2 separate regions of the Gossypium hirsutum genome follow, and region 1 is linked to region 2. The links are chromatin contacts, called in public Hi-C maps. All regions are on one chromosome and are shown on one strand. Each heading gives the region's core, a stretch centred on a gene start, on an enhancer-like site or on the middle of the called end of the contact. The rest is flanking DNA. Distances are from core to core; before and after follow the strand shown.

What was found. A called contact is a pair of places that touch in the nucleus more often than the background predicts.
Region 1: a contact with region 2 is called in a Hi-C map of leaf, with 2.0 times the contacts expected there. The contact joins the promoter of LOC107961717 here to the enhancer-like site in region 2. A contact is called at or near these places in 3 of 34 Hi-C or Micro-C datasets (hypocotyl, leaf and petal).

Annotation. Positions count from the first base shown.
Region 1 is chrA06:44,600,316-44,603,851 of Gossypium_hirsutum_v2.1, reverse strand. It overlaps LOC107961717 (pentatricopeptide repeat-containing protein At5g16640, mitochondrial), which reads left to right and starts at 2,056. Exons shown (of 4, transcript XM_041115400.1): 1 at 2,056-2,409; 2 at 2,795-2,889; 3 at 3,216-3,340. The coding sequence starts at 2,056.
Region 2 is chrA06:44,493,687-44,497,465 of Gossypium_hirsutum_v2.1, reverse strand. No RefSeq gene overlaps it. Among protein-coding and RNA genes, the nearest start is that of LOC121231197, 31 kb to the left of the region's middle. Within about 2 kb of position 1,870, at least 2 of the 9 cell types and tissues checked have an H3K27ac peak or open chromatin away from gene starts, as enhancers often do. A contact at or near this core is called in leaf, where this site is marked.

The DNA.
Region 1 (3,536 bases), core at 807-3,306, 110 kb before region 2:
ATTTTTATTAAAATTTAATAATTTTTAAAACTATAATTTAATTTAATTTTTTTGGCCACATGTCACGTCGTGGTTGTGACATAAGGTGGCTTTAACTAAAAAAAATTAGGGGTAGTTAACTTTAACAATCAACTGTTAAAGTTAATGGTCAAATGGCCTTTTTTGACAATTTAAGTACCCAATTGAGTGCAAATTCAAAAGGCAGGGGCTTTAATACTTTTTTTTGAAAAGTTTGAGAGCCTTTTGATACATTTTAAAAATTTAAATACCCAATTGAGTACAAAAAAATATAAGTACTTAATTGCTTTCTTTAAAAAATTTAAAAATTTTTTACACCCTTAAACCTACTTAAATATAAAAAAAAATATAATACACGCTTAATCATTTAAACCCGTGTCTTCCTCATTATTACAACAACAAAAACAAATCTAAAATTCTCACGTTAAATAGATGCAATAATAAAAGAGATCAACTTTCACATTGTCAAAGTTTGCCAAGTTGACCAGACCAAATTTGTGCCTAACACCGTCCACTAGTTATTATATATACATATATGTAAAAGGGAAAGATAAAATAAAATGATGACAATGGATAAGCAATTAAGCATGTGAATTTCGTGCTTAGTCTAAAATTTACCAATATAATGTGAAGCCAAAAACCTAGTATATATTGCAGCGCATGTGACATTCATTATTTTATATATGGCAGAAAATAGGAACCCCACCGACCAACTCCCACTATGTGTTTTAGGATATTTCAGTTCATATTTCGCATTCTTCACTGTCGGAAATTTTACTGCAAATATACATGTGATGGAGTTTAAAGGAAGGAAGGTAGTCAAATAGTGTGTATGGTGTGAATGTATTCTTTAGATTTGTTAGTGATAAATATTAATATTGATTGTGTTTCGTGTATTATTTTAAATTTATCAATATTTTAAATATTTTATATATCTTATATATAAAATATTTAATTGAATTAGATATAATTCAATTGAAAAAAATAATAAAAATATTATATTAATAAAGTTATATAAATAATTTAATTTTTTAAATAAAATAAAAAAAATTGTATGACAATCTTGCCAACGCAATCAAAATCTCATTAACAATTTTTATTTTTATTGTATGAATAATTATTATTATTATCTTTAAAAAATCATCGCTTAAACATTTCTATTATATTATTTTTATTTCTTTCACCTAGTATACCATAGTAATAATATTATATACATGCAAATATACCTTAATTGCATGCATATAAATATAGTTATATGCAAAAATATAATAAAGTTCAATAACTTAATTTAATGATTATATATATTTTTAAATATAATTATAAAAATATTTAAGTTAAAAAATATTGAAAATTTAATTAAAATAGTAAATTTTGTGTTGATCAATACGTACTGATACAAATTAATATTAGCAAAAAAGTGGAACATATATAGTAACTGATTGAAACTATTTGATACCAATTGAAGGCTGAAAAGGAACGTAATGGCCAATACGACCTGTATCGAAACGATAAAATTATCGGTTTTTGGGTTGCCCATAAATGTGGCAAAAATATATGGGCCACAACTGATCAATTCAGGCCCATCCATTTTCATTTTTCTTCCTGGGTTCAAAATATAGGGTCTGTTTGATAGGGGAAAATATTTTCCGGAATTGGTTTTCCCCATTTTCCAGTGTTTGATTGGAGGAAAATATTTTCCTTTTGGAAAATCAACTCCAAAACACGGGAAAATGCCTTACAATTTTGGGAAATTGTCTTACCGATTCAATCTCCGTAAGACATTTTCCTAAAGCTCTCATGCATTCTTCTCCCTTCATCCAGTAAGCTTCCTTCATCCATTCTTCTCCCTTCATTCCTTCAAATTTCCGTTCTTGAAAGCTTCATTTTGGTTCAGAACTGGAAACCGCTGCTGGTACGTTGCAATTCTATTTTTCGACGGTTACTTCGTTTATTTTTCATTTCTTTTTTGCTTTTATGCTCCGTTTATTTTTCATTTCTTTTGGCTGTTACTGTCGCTGCCATTTCTGCTTTCAAATGATGGGTAAGCTTCATTCTTCTTTTATTCTTCGTTCGATTGTTAATGCTGGAAGCCATCTTTCTAATTTCCACTCTTTTTCTTCTTCTTCTAACACCATTGCTACCCACATCGACTGCCTAAGTAAGAAACCCATGTCCATGCCTGTTAGAGGAAAGGGAAAAACAGACCACTGCTTCGATAATGTTGATCATGCTTTGAGTTTGTTCAATAAGATGATTGAAAAGTACCCAAAGCCTTCAATTGTGGAATTCACTAAATTATTTGCAACCATTGTTAGAATGAAACATTATGTCATTGTTGTTTCTATGTGTAGCCAGATGGAATTATTAGGCGTTTCCCATGATGTTTATTCTGTGAGCATCTCGATTAATTGCTTTTGTCAATTAGGTCGAATTGATTTTGGGTTTTCTGTTTTGGGGAAAATGCTGAAGTTAGGTGTTGAGCCTGATGTTGTAATTTTTTCAACTTTGATTAATAGGCTTTGTAATCAAAGTAATATTTCTGTGGCCGTTTGTGTATTCGATATAATGTTCGATATAATGTTTTCTGGAAAAAGGATTGATCTTTATGGTTGTATTATCTCTAGTAATCTTTTGTAAATATAATGTTTCCATCTTTGTTGTTGATTTATATTCTGCCCTCTTTATACATAATGTTCTGTGTAGAGAATGAGTGTATATGTTGTATCCTGTTGAATGGGAATATATAATTGAACCTATTTTACTTTTCTTTTCCCAGTTGGTTGTGGAAAGAATGTTGGCTTCTGAAGGAATAAAAGGGATAGAATTGGGCAGAGATGAATTTGAAAAACGAGTTTGGGAGTGGAAAGAGAAGTATGTCTTCCCTTAAATTATTTGCATACTTGGTTTTTCTGCTGTTCTTTGCTGATTTTGAATCTGTTACTTTGTACATATCATCTATTGTGTTTTATTTGCTTGAGGGGTTCTCCACAACTTCAATAAATTCTACTTCTTCTCCTTCCAAATACTGATACTTATGGAGTTTTATTGCTTTAACCCGTTGCTTAATTTCTGGTGTTTATTGTTCATATTTGACCATACTTCCAAGTTTTCTGGCAATCTTTTTTCTTTGTGCATTATATAGTAGTTTTAGTTTTATCTTTTCATTTAATTATTATGGTTCATTTATTTTATGATAGGTTTCGACCCCGCATTCTTATTGATGTTAACAAGATTGACATGACCACCACTGTCCTGGGATTTAAGATTTCAATGCCTATCATGATTGCTCCGACTGCTATGCAGAAAATGGCTCACCCTGAAGGTATGAATGTTCTGGTTTTTTAGTACCCTTGTTATGAGATTGTTTGAGCAACTAATGTTCACATATCAGATTGAGCACAGTCGTCTTTGGTTGCTGAGTATGCTTAGACTTGCATGATGATTTACATTGCAACTCTGGATATTTCCTGAAACAGAACAAATTTGTATACGAATGATTTCCAGATGCGAAGGAGTGA
Region 2 (3,779 bases), core at 621-3,120:
TCAAAATAGTGGGGATTGTCCATCTCACAAATGGAACACAATCGTTTTATATATTATTATCGAATCAAATAATAACATATCATTAAAAATAAATTTAATTGATTTTATTTTTAATAATGTTTCATCATCTAGTTCATTGAATGTATATAAGATTATTTGCGGTCTCTACATCAAATGTTCTCAAGTTATGAATTAGATTCTAAATTAGTTAATAAATTTTAAAATAATGTAATTGAATTTTCAAAATAGCAATATCCTATTGATTAGGTCTTTCTACTAGCCTAATTACTAATTTGTATACTAATAAATATCAATTTAAATATGACGATGAGCATATTTAAATCGCGTGAATCAAGGTGTAAACATTAATTTATATCCTTATTGCACAAATAATTTAAAACTGATGCATTAAGAAAAAGAATCACCTTTCTAAAATTTTATTAACACTATTTATTTTTCTCTAATATATCAAAATCAGAGTTACCCGTGTGATACATATACTTAATTCAAACACGAAACTAGCATTTAACCTATATTTGATTAATAGACCGACGAAAGTGCATGATTAATAATACAATATCGAGGAGGTTAATTTAAAATTTAACCGCTAATTCGAGAATGTTTGGTGAAATTTACCTTTTATATATATATAAATAAGTATTGATTAGACCCATAGAAATTCCATCTTACCTAGAAGATAATGATTGCTTCACTTAATGGTTTTTGGGGCTTGGTTGGATTTGAATGTAACTAAGGAAAAAGTAAAAAAGCATGATAATTAAGTACCATTTGATCTATACATACAGCTTATCAGATTAATGCAATAATCTGATTGATTGAAAAAATCAAGTTTCTTTTAATTTTCTCTTTTGTCTCCTGTTCTCCAATCATCAGAGGATAATTAATTAGTGAAGTTGTTTTGTTAATGCTATGATTACTATAAAACAAGAGCTTAATTATTATTAGGCAATAGACATGATGAGAAGATGGGCTAATTTAGGAGCTAGATATTAACTACCATGCTAACTTTTCAAACAATCATTTTTTTTTCTCATGATAAATTTGTTGCTATCATTTAATAAATTATCTCTTTTTTGGTTAAAATGTGAGATATCCAAGTTATTAGATTTAATTTGGTGTAATTATTTGGTTAGACATTGGGAAAAAAAATTATTTCATAAGTAGGGTTGAGATTTTGTCAATTTGTTTATTTTTTAAGTACAACTTAAAGACATGGCAAAATCTCAACCCACTTGTGGAGTTAAAATTTTCCACTATCAACGTATCAAATAATTATTCATGAATTTTTTATCCAAAATTATATAAGATAGAATAGAATAAAATATTATACTAATAAGATTAAATTTAATAAATAAATAGTTTTAAGAAAACAAGATTTAATCAAATAACATAATTATGCTTAATTATTTTTTATGATATAAATTACATAACATATAAACTAAATGAAAAATATATACTATGAATTTGAAAACAAGTTGTGTTGGGCTAAGCTTAAGTTTTGGATATAGAAACTTAAACACCGCCCATATCTTAAATGAATCTAATTTTTTATTCAATCCTATTTTTTGAGTCTCATTCCTCTCCCACAATATAACTTTCTGTTTCTTTAAAGTTTTCGTCATTTTTTTTTCACTTTCTCATATCTTATATATATATATATATTTTGTAAATAAATTTTAATAAAATATTATTATTTTTTTCATTTTCTCATATTTTTTAATTTATTATTATTTCTCACACAAGGAACAATTTTGGTGGTAGATTGAAATAGCCTAGGCAGGATGGGCCATTTGACGGGGATATTTTTTTGGGTATAAAGCATATATCGCTGAGATGGTTTTAAGCTCTCAAGGAGGCCCAACTCCCACTGATTCACACTAATAGATTTTCTTCATTTCAAAGCAACCCCAACCTGATATATATACACTCCAGCTTTTGTGTTTGGTCAAAGTCAATGAACACTCCCTCTATTTTATTCAAAATTTAAAATTAGTTCCTTTATTTTATTGTGGTACTTCACGAGTTTGAAAATTTTGATTAAAATATAAATTAAATTCATGTACTCTTCGTGCTTTTAAAGTTTAGTCTTCCTTTTATTTCAAAAAAATTAGCTTTATCTATTTTACGGATTAAAAAATGTAAGTCTAACTATTAATATTGTCAATTATTAATATTGTAAAAAATTCTTCTATTAAATATAAGTTTATTATAACATATTTTTTGTATTATATGATTATCATGTGAGCTTTTTTTATTTTAAAATATCATATTAACAGATTTAACAAATGAATTTTAACAGTATTAATAATTTGATATAAATTTTAAAATTAAAAAATATTAAAGACTAAATATTTAGAAATAAAACTAGAGGGTTTAAACTCTAGTAAAGGAAATTCGAGTTTATTTTAGCTGAAAATTTTACTATAAATATTAATAACTTTTGCTTTTGCCTTCAATAATATGTTTATTATAACATATTTTTTGTCTTTGCCGTTAATGATACCCTTCACTTTAATTCGGGTAATTTTGGTGTTTGTACTTCGCAATTCATAGTTATAGTAATTAGTAAAAGCAAACGATTATTAACAATTGAGTTAAAATTTTAAATAAGGTTGAAATAAAATTAACCTGCAGATACGAAGATTTAATGTTGGTCGTAATGACAATTGGAATGAAAAATGTCCGAGTATGAAAATAAGCTAAGGGTAAATAAGTGATACAATTAAACTTTGTTTACGCAATTCAGACACAATAATCTTAAGTCTGCAAAGCTTTATTCATGATATACTCTTATTTAATCACCAAATTAAATCAATCATAATAAACCATCTTTACTGACTAAAGCTCATAACCTCTTTTTGTTGAATTTGGTGCCCTAAGTGTAGCATTTTTGTCTAAGTATACTTGTAATTTTTTCGAACAGATTGGCTAATAAAAGTATTCGTAAATTACAATAATATTTTGTATAATGTCCTCACATGGTTTTTGCACGTAAAGCGAAATGGAAGAAAATTTTTGTTCACTTGTTGTCTAATGTTTAACTAATATTAAGCGGTATTATGTGGTTGGATCGTAATACAGAAAGACAACTTATATTAGTAGACGAATCTAAACTTATCCTTAGTCTAATCGAAAATGAGCAAACAGATTGAAAGACTAATATGTCATCTATCAAGTCTAATTAAGGAGATGTCTTGTCTTGGGCATTAGAACGGATGACACCTAGAAGATAAAGACATAAATGTGACTGACTGGACTGACAGTCCATCAGATAAGACCCAAGCAGAATAGATCCTTAAATCGTTTATGGATTAATTCACTTGAGACATTTATGTGTGATATAGCTAAATCCTGACTGGATGGCTTTGATGTAAGTAAAAGCCTGAGTTCAAATAGATAAGGAACCAAAAGTTGGTGTATTGGGTGTACGACTTCTGCAATATGTAGCACCATTCATAATAATGGAATTCATAGCTCGAGACATGGGTAAATGATATCCTCTCATTGGTATTACATGGTTGATGAAAAGTAAACATGGCCATGGGTCTTTCTTCTTTGTGATGAATGACTTAATTACTATTCGATAATAATTGATTTTTCATGAAGGAAGATGTAATAGTTACCATGGGATAAAATAGAATCATATTGGGAAAACGAATATTATCTCAAAGAGATCAAGGATATCATATGAATGTAACACACTTATGGCAAGGTCATTGGACGAGCATTGAGTAGTTGCTTTCGTAATGGTATGTTGT